2 separate regions of the Oryzias latipes genome follow, and region 2 is linked to region 1. Evidence: chromatin contacts called from public Hi-C data. All regions are on one chromosome and are shown on one strand. Each heading gives the region's core, a stretch centred on a gene start, on an enhancer-like site or on the middle of the called end of the contact. The rest is flanking DNA. Distances are from core to core; before and after follow the strand shown. Region 1 holds the start of ndfip1 (NEDD4 family-interacting protein 1). Region 2 has its middle 26 kb from the start of spry4.

Region 1 (4,636 bases), core at 1,277-3,776:
TATACTTAAACAAGGTAAAGTCATTTGTACATCAACAGAAAGTGTTTAGTAGGTTTCAGCAAAAGAAAACCATTCTAGTGTCACTGTCTCAGAATTGTGACACCTCAAAAATAGTCTTCCTGTGTCTTTAAAATATTTAAATTAATATTATTACATTCAAAGCTTGTCTACACATTATAGCTGATAATTGATATATTATTTGTCACAAATATAAACCTATAGGGAAGAAAATTTCTTTAGCAGAAAAAAAGAAAACTCATTTTTCTCACAACCATATATGAGCCCTTTTTTCTCCTACAATGTTCTCTGGAAAAATCCTATTATTTGCTTTTCAACATGCAAAAAATGTGTTGTTTCAGCAGATAATTTTTCATAGTCTTGAGTTTCCCTTCAAATTTAAAATGATGCAAATGCAGTGTTTTTTTATTATCTACATTCATGGGAACAAGTAGAAATAAAGAAGTACAAATTTAGAGGGGAAAAAAAAGTTGATGCAGCATTTTTGAACAGAAGACAGAAGCTCTTTCAGGGAATACAAAAGAACACTTCACAGCAGAAAAAACAAACATTTCCTGCCTAGCAGCCACTAAGATAGCTGAAAAAAGCCAACATGTGGCTTCGCATCGCATGCAAATGCTGCACCATTTACAGCGAATGTGACCGGAGAAAAAAAAAAGGAAGAGAAACACTCACTCTGGCGTTCACCAGTGGAGCAGAGGTCTCGGCTTTACTTCTTTCTGCTTCGTCATAGGAAGGTAGTGTAGTTGCTACGTTGTAAGACGGAGGCTTCGGGAAAACGCCATCCTCCTTGTAGTCAAAGAAGGCTACAGAAAAACACAAAGCAACTTGAAACAAATGTTATAATAAACATTCAAAAGTCCTGTACACATGACAGTAACCACATTAAAAACAAATTAAGGATCTAGCTTCTATTGAATAATCCTAATTTATACAGCTGCCTTGTCAAAATAGAACCAGAAATCACAACAAAAATGTTAAGATTACATAAATATGTAGTTAAATTGAGTTTTTACCAGAGTTGTCCAAAGAGATGCTGCTGTATGGAGGCGGTGCGTCTGCTGCTTCCTGTTGACTCTCTTCAGTGTCCTCATTAGGCAGCTGCAAACAAGACAAAACAGCATTCAAGTGTTTGAGCCAAAGATCTGTAATGTAAACAGAACCGAAACTGCTAGAAATTTCCATCCGCCATCAAGGGTCAACATGGCTAAAAACAGGTCATAAACGGTACGGAAAATATGCTTTGGGTACAAAAAAAAGTGACAATTGCAAAGAAAATCTGCATGAAAAACATTTATCTTTTTCTTCTGTGATGAAAGCATAAACGGGATGCTATGTCACAAACATAGACTTCATCCTGTCTTAGGAAAAAAAAAAAATTTAAAGATGAAAATAAAACAATATGTTTGCTTTCACACATAGTTACTTGACATTTTTTTAAGTATGTTTCTAAAAATTGTTAAATAATTAAGCATGTTAGGAAACACCAACAAGTGGAAAACTAAGAAAATATTTACATGTTCAGTAACTATATTTAAAGCCATTTTAGTCTCATATTGTTAATCTATTTGGCAATTTTAGGAAAAGTTGATAGCAGTTTGTCAAATATGCCACAGCTAGCCAAAACGACAAATTTTAGTCCTCTGACCCTAAAAATCAACAATTCTATTGTCATCAGCTGATCGAATAACAGCAAACACAAGACGGTCTTTCCGGTTTAAGTGGTCGATCGGAGCATCATTAGTGTTTTTAAAAGACGAGCGCAGCAAGAATGAGTCATCAGTAATGACAGCGTTTAATCACAATGATAGTCACCATGACAGCTTCTAGATAACATGCAGCAGGGAAACCAACTGAGACAGAGGCTTAGATTGTAATCATAATTCTAGCTGGCCTCGTTAACCTATCCACTCTGATTTTCCACTAACCAGCTGAGCTCAGCTAGCATAAGCATGTGACTATGGCTAATTCGAGAAATACACCACTTACGGTTAAACCGTACAACCCAAAACGTTTTCGACAGGTTACCTTGTTAAGTTAAATTTGGACAAAAAAGGGACTCATTAGGGAAAATGTATTTTTGACAGTCTGACATCCATCTTCGAATTCAGTTAGCACCCACGACGACAACCGGAAACTACTACACACCCATAAGCCATTCCTGCCAACAGATTCACTGTGTAAATGCATCGATAATCGATAACAATATCTTATTATACCTGCTGATATCTGGCGCTTGGCTCCGCCATTCCACTTTAGACGGCTCGGAATAAACAACTGAAGGAGGAATTTCTGACCCTCACACAGAAGAGACAAAATTATATAACGGTAGTCACCGAAAACCCACGATGGCAATCGGCTGCTCTAAGATAACAATGTTCGTCAAGATTTTAACAGTTGGTGATAACCAAACTACTTCCGGTTAGCGGCGTAAATCATACAACAAACATTGAGAACTAAGAGTCAGTATTGCAAAGCTGTTGGCTTTTTTGTGTAACTTTTTGACTTATTCTTTATTTTTCTTTTGCAGTTTTTATTTTTTTTTATTTTAAGAAAGTTTCTCGTAGCAACAAATAAACAAATACATCTTTTTTCTGATCTTATTTTGAATTCTAAGTTGAGTCACTTCCGTTTGTCCTCCAGAGCAATGCTATGTTTGCGAAATTGGTTTATGAGCTTTATAAAAGCCACATTCTAAAAATCTCTACAGCTTTCTTTACAGAAACTACGAAAAAATTAACTGGCATACATATTTATCAGCGTTACATTTTTAAGCCTTAAAAACCTTAAATAATTAAAATATCTTTAAAAATATATTGTACAGTATTTTTAGATATACACATCTGTTCCGATCAAAGTCTCAATCATTCAATGATGTAACATTTCGCATAAATACTTCTGGTTTATGAGTTTAAAGACTTCTGCTGATGGTTTTGTTTTTCAGGGTTTTTTTTTATTTTAGGAGTGGGATGCATTAAACTTTCATTTCATTTATTTATTTGTTCCTTTCATGAAAATTGATGTTCAAATGTTTACATGTTTCTCTTACATATTGAACATTTTCATGATTGGAAGGGAGCAGAATTGAAGAACACAATTCTTATAATTATCTGTTCCCTTTTAAACATTACATTTACATTTCTCACACCATCACCTGTGCTCAGATTTCACAATGTACAGTTCCACTACACAGTAAATACATTCCATTCATTTAATACATACATTCCAAAAATTCCATTCAACAGTCAAGTTTGTACAAACTAATTTGTTTAGCTTTATACATGCGTTTACATTTAATAATATTTTGACAACTTTTTAACTGATTCTCCTGGGAATTCCACATTTTTACCCCTGCAATAGACAAACACTTTTGCTTTAATGTTGTTTGAGCAATCTGTTGTTTGAAATCAAATTTTCTCCTATGATTTTCTTCTCCTGTGGTAAAAATAAAAAGCTTTTGTAGGTCTTCTGGTAAATCTCTGTTTCTGGCTTTAAACATAACTAATAAGGTCTGCAATTCAATTAAATTTTTAAGTTTTAATAAGCCTGACTTAATAAAAAGTTCATTTGTGTGATCTCTAAAATTAGCTTTGTGAATAATTCGAATAGCTCTCTTCTGTAGTAGAATTAAGGGCATTATATTAGTTTCATATGTATTTCCCCACACTTCAATACAATATGTAAAATAAGGTAAAACCAAAGAGCAATATAACATGTGCATAATATGACATGGTAAAACATATTTAGATTTGTTCAGAACAAAAAGGCTCTTGGCTACTTTATTTTTTACATAAAATATATAAGATTTCCATGTTAATTTGTCATCCAACATAACCCCTAAAAATTTAAATTCAGACACCTGTTCTATTTTTATGTTGTCAATGGACAAAGTCACTTCTGTTCTGTTTTTATTACCAAATACCATAAACTTTGTTTTTGTTAGATTCAAAGATAGTTTATTGTAGTCAAACCACATTTTGAGTTTTATCATTTCCATTTCAATACTTTTAGCTAAGGTTTTCAGATTATCCCCAGAACAAAAAAAGTTAGTATCATCAGCAAATAAAACAAACTGTAACAACTTAGAAATATCACAAATATCATTTATATATAAAATAAAAAGTTTAGGTCCTACAATTGAGCCTTGTGGGTGTCCACAAATAATATTCATGAGATCAGACTTCTTACCTCCAAACTGTACATTTTGTTGTCTGTTTTTTAAATAACTGGTGATCCAGTTCAGGGCGATTCCTCTAACCCCATATGCATATAATGTAGAAATCAAGATAGAATGATCTATGGTGTCAAAAGCTTTCTTTAAATCCATGAAAACTCCTATTGTGCATTTCTTTTTGTCAATTGCTGTTGCAATTTCTTCAACTATTTTCATTATAGCCAAATCTGTAGACCTATTAGAACGAAACCCAAACTGATTCTCACCTAACAATTTATTTTTTTCAATAAAGCTGTCTAGTTTGTTAACAAACAACTTTTCAAATACTTTAGAAAATTGAGAAAGTAATGATACTGGTCTGTAATTATTAAAAGTATGTCTGTCTCCATTTTTAAAAAAAGGAATAACTTTAGCTATTTTCATCCTCTCAGGAAAAATTCTTAA
Region 2 (4,639 bases), core at 2,125-4,624, 91 kb before region 1:
AGGACTCCACTTAATTTAGCATCACCTTGGACTGAAAAACCCCTGAAGAATATTTTCATATAATTGGGGGAAATAGTCAGGCATGAAAGGATTAAAGCAACACAGGTATGCTTGTCAGAATCTATTTCGTGTTTTGTTTTCATTTAATTGTTGGACTATTTATAGTTTACAACTTCCTAATTTCAGAGTTCATATTAATTTTATATTTACCTTATATTATATATTTATATGTTTAAATCCAAATTTTTCAGTTCATTTGTCATATTTCTGTGTTTACTCACTTGGAGTTTTGATTTCCTTCTCTTCTTTCCAACGCGGATGTTCCACATCCATTGCTAACACTAAGTCTGTTAGTTCTCACACCTGCTCTTGTTTGTGATCATCTCAGTCACTATATCATCAGCCAGCTTTTAGTGACTCTCTGTTCTATTCTTGCATAATGTTTTTGAGCACTGGATTTATGGCTCTGGCACACTGCTGTTTATTCTCCAAGTCTGAAATAATAAAATACTGTTCTCCCCCTTTTATTCTTTTTTGCTTTTCTTCCGTTTTTTTCTCTGCTCCAACTTCTCTCATGACTAACATGCATGCTGTTTGACATCATAAAGAGTCTTGATAAATAAACCACCATGAATATGGAAAAAAATTGCAATTTTGCAAAGCTTTATGTGATAGAAAAGTTCACAATCCTTCCTCTGTTTGGCCCAAAACAGGTCACCTTCTTTTCCTGCATCTGGTCCCCTCAGCAGCGTTATTGTTCTTGGATCTGAGTGAAACATGCTGGGGAGCATGTGGTTGTAGTGTAAATAGATACTATAATCTTCTGGTTAGAATCCGAGGGTGGAAGTGCTCTCATCCTTTGGCTCACAAAAACAGAAATTGCAGGAAAATATCAGCGAATCCTACAAGTCAGTTTCTGAGGAAACTCCTGGGTTACAAGTTGGAAGAATCATAATAACACAAAGTTGGATTTGTGTTCAAATTTTCATTAAATTAAGCCCAATGTGTGTTTACAAGGCTTGTTTGGAGAGTTTTTGCTTGTGATTGTGCATGCACGTCTGCACACGTGTGCATGTGATCTGGAAGTCCAGTAAGGCCCCTGGTATCCAGCAGAGGAATGCAGCAGTCTCTTGAAAAGTAGTTATCAGCTAATGAGAATTCCACTCGGAGCAGGAAGGAAGGGCTTAGAATGCGTGTCCCTCAGTGAATTGGGGCGAATGTTAATCATGATGCTTTTAAGTGCACGTACTTATACACACACACACATATTCTTGGCGTGCACGCTCGCAGTCTAGATCCAGCAGAGAGCTGCAGAGCCCGACACATGAACAGACAGGAGGGGGAAGATAAGGAAAGAGAGGATGTTTTTAAAAACTAGGCTTGGCGTTGTCTTCGTGGTTTGGAACTAATTGGTTTCAGATGAAAATCAGTGGACACAAACTTAGGAAGGCTTTAGCGCTGCCTTGCACTCAACCTAACGTATAAAAGTCACCCTCTGCTGTCTGAACTTGTGAGGCTGCATCATTTTTTTTATCCAACTTTAAAACAAACGTTTCTTTTTACAACTGTTCTCTTCTGCATCTGTTGTTTGCCTTCGTCCAAATCCACGGTAATTCCAAAAAGCACACACACGTCAACCTACCTCCGTATAGTTTGTGTCACACTCCTTCCTTAATCAATCCATCTCTCCCACTTTCTCCCTCTTTTGCTATGAAGGACACAAGGGCCTCTGGAGATCCTGTCCCTCAGGAAGAAAGAAAGCACCCTCCTCCCTCCTGTTTTTTCATAACCTATTATTTATGTCTGACAGACCTCCTCCAGACAAATGGCTGCCATATGGAGAAAAAAAAAGGACAAAAAAGCAGAAGGAAGGAAAGACGAGGGGAAAAAATCTCAGTATCTTCTTTCGTACTCTTGAGTTTCAAGGTTTTTTTAGAACGATTAAAATGTCTTTTTTTTTTTTTTTATTCACAATGCGTTTTGGCCAGTGTTAATGTTTCCAGCTTGATGGCTTCGTTCCTTTTCCTGGCACAAGAAATGAGCATGTTCGAGTGGCTCGCTGTCTAATCGTCTTGATGGAGATATCAAAAACAGTGGCTGATTGTAAAGAGATGTGCAGCCTGTGTGGTATGTCAGCCATGACCTCATTCACAATGTCTCTGCGGTCGACACAAACACTTCTCTGCCACATACTGTATGTAAAAAGCTTGGAATGCTGCGTAATGCAGCTTCAAGGAATCGCTCAGTTTATTTCAGATCTAGCAAAGATTAATCAAACAAAAGATAGTCTTTTTTTTATCAGTGACTGAAGGATAGTTGAAGAACAGGTGGTCAAAAATCACATTTCAGTAGAAAAGGAATCTGTCAAACGTAATCAGAATTTTATATTGTCTTTATCTGAAATGCTTGCTATGAGGAGCTTAGATGGATAGAACTTTAACTGATCCCACAACAGGGAAATTGCTTTGTTATAAACTCAGAAACAACAGAGAATAATAAAGAAAAACGGAAATAAACTGACAATAAATAGCACTAAAATACGGGGGGGGGGGGGGGGGGGGGGTACTCGTTTTTCTCATCCTTCTTTTCTCTTTTAATAGACTTGACCTCTTGTATGTCATCTGTCTGAATGGAAAGAAAAATAAGGGGGAGGCACTGGTTTAATTTTACATCAGGATCTGGCTGATTTCAACTCTTACACTCTACTTGGGTTATTTCTTCAACCTAATCTTTGGTTTATTCATGTTGGGATATATTTTTGGGTTACTTTTTGGAGCAATACTCATTATTTGGGTTATAGTGGTTTAATTTTAACCCTATACATGTTTTTTTACTGAGTTGTTTATTTTTCTTTCCTGCGTTGAAATTACCCACAGAGTGGGGTTAAAAACAACACAACTTATTTTTAACTATGGATTTTTTAGTTTGTATTGACCCACATGTTTTCAAACCATTCCAATTAGATGCTGGCTCTGTGATGTTACATGTTACACGTTTTTAGTATTTTATTTATCTGTTACAAACTGCATACTCAGAGAAAACTAATGCAGAATGTGAAACAACTTTTTGTGATTAGAATTTTTTTTGACTTATTTGTTTTTGCTTTTTTGTTACGTAAATAGACCAGGTAATTGCATTTTATTGCATTTTTTATTTTAATGTTGGTCTATTGCCTTGCCCTCTTTTTAAGATTTGACCTTGTTTAACTCCTTTGGTCTTCCTTTCTCATATTAGTCCTTTTTCAGTTGTTCCCTTTTTTCTCTCTTTCTTTGGAGTCCCTCTTCCTGCCAGAATTAAAGTGTAGCTCATTTCTGGCCCCTGAGGGAGCAGCTGGCCCACTAATCCCTATTGGGGCCTTCTACTCCTCCTTTTCCACCCATTCCCCCTCCGTGACTCTCTCTTCCTTCCTTCCTCCCAGTGTCCCTTGTGTAATAGCTCCCACGTTCCCGCCGGACAAAACACAACCTCTGTGTCCTCTCTTTTTTTCTATCCCTCTTCTCCATGCAAAACCCCCACACTTATTACTCTCTAAAGTAAAACAACATTTAATGTATTTGAATTTTATTTTTTTTTGGCTTCCTATGGGCCAAAACAGAATAGGTTATGGCTAACCAGCTGCACATTTGCTACAGGAGGATGAACTAAGCTGAAAAAGTCAGGGTTGTTCTTCAGCTCCTCACACCTCAACCTCTGTGTCCTCAAACACCCACACAAGCTCCAGTTTGCCCTCTTTCCCCTGTCAGATACAGGGAATTATCAGTTTCAGGTAAAAGCTCCAGAGAACTTTTTTTATTGTCGTGCATAAAACAGCTCGTTCAGAATTCTGAAATGAATTTATACATAAAAAAGAGGGAATGTAAACATTTTTTTTCCTTCCAGGTCTCACTATTGAGACCTTGTCAAAAAAGGTTGGTGGTTCAGCTGCTTGAATGTACAATTTAAACGTCATAAAGAAAAAAACTACTTTATATGCCTTACATTCCTTTTTTTTTACATGAGTTTGATAGAATTAAGCCTCTTTGTAAAGATGAAGACCAAAAGTAGTCAACATTGTGCTGTGTGGCCTCCGCCTAAGTTTATCTTGGATAGTCTCTTTTTTCTGCGAGTGCTTACCTGAATTTTGGTGCAGATAAAACAAGCAAACTCTGCTTTCCTGAAGACGAGGGCCTTTGGTGTACTTGGAAGTGAACCCTGGTGCTGTGCAGCCTCAGTGTGAATGCACTCAGACTTTGCAGTGAAACAAAGCGAGTAAACAAAGCAAACTCATTGTAATTTAACTAAAAAACTCTGAACATCTCAAATCTGAGGCACAAATTATAAATATTCTTGTCAGCTCTGTAAGGTTAGAAGGTGAAGACACTTTACAACACACGCTAGAGGACTTAGGCCTGAGTCACAGGGGGTTGACCCATAAAGGTGCTGCAGGTTTTGGGTTGTCTGGGCCCTTGAAGGGTCATATAGAGGAGGGGCTCCATTTTAAGAGGAGCACAGGAGTGTCTTGCAGTTTCCTTGAGGCTAATGCCGTACACTTAAGGAACATCATGGAATTGGAAAGTACCATTGTTCTGCATGTGGTAAGTGTATCGTGAAGCCTTTGCAAGGGTAATTTAAGTTACATGCACTTATTACGTACGGGTGA

The links. Hi-C and Micro-C count contacts between places; a contact is called where the count stands out from the background.
Region 2: a Hi-C map of fibroblasts shows a contact between it and region 1, with 1.8 times the contacts expected there. The contact joins the enhancer-like site here to the promoter of ndfip1 in region 1. A contact is called at or near these places in 2 of 5 Hi-C or Micro-C datasets (embryo and fibroblasts).

What each region holds. Positions count from the first base shown.
Region 1 is chr14:6,700,010-6,704,645 of ASM223467v1, reverse strand. It overlaps ndfip1 (NEDD4 family-interacting protein 1), which reads right to left and starts at 2,526. Exons shown (of 7, transcript XM_004076117.4): 1 at 2,238-2,526; 2 at 1,035-1,119; 3 at 694-824. The coding sequence starts at 2,267.
Region 2 is chr14:6,792,061-6,796,699 of ASM223467v1, reverse strand. No RefSeq gene overlaps it. Among protein-coding and RNA genes, the nearest start is that of spry4, 26 kb to the right of the region's middle. Within about 2 kb of position 3,374, at least 3 of the 8 cell types and tissues checked have an H3K27ac peak or open chromatin away from gene starts, as enhancers often do.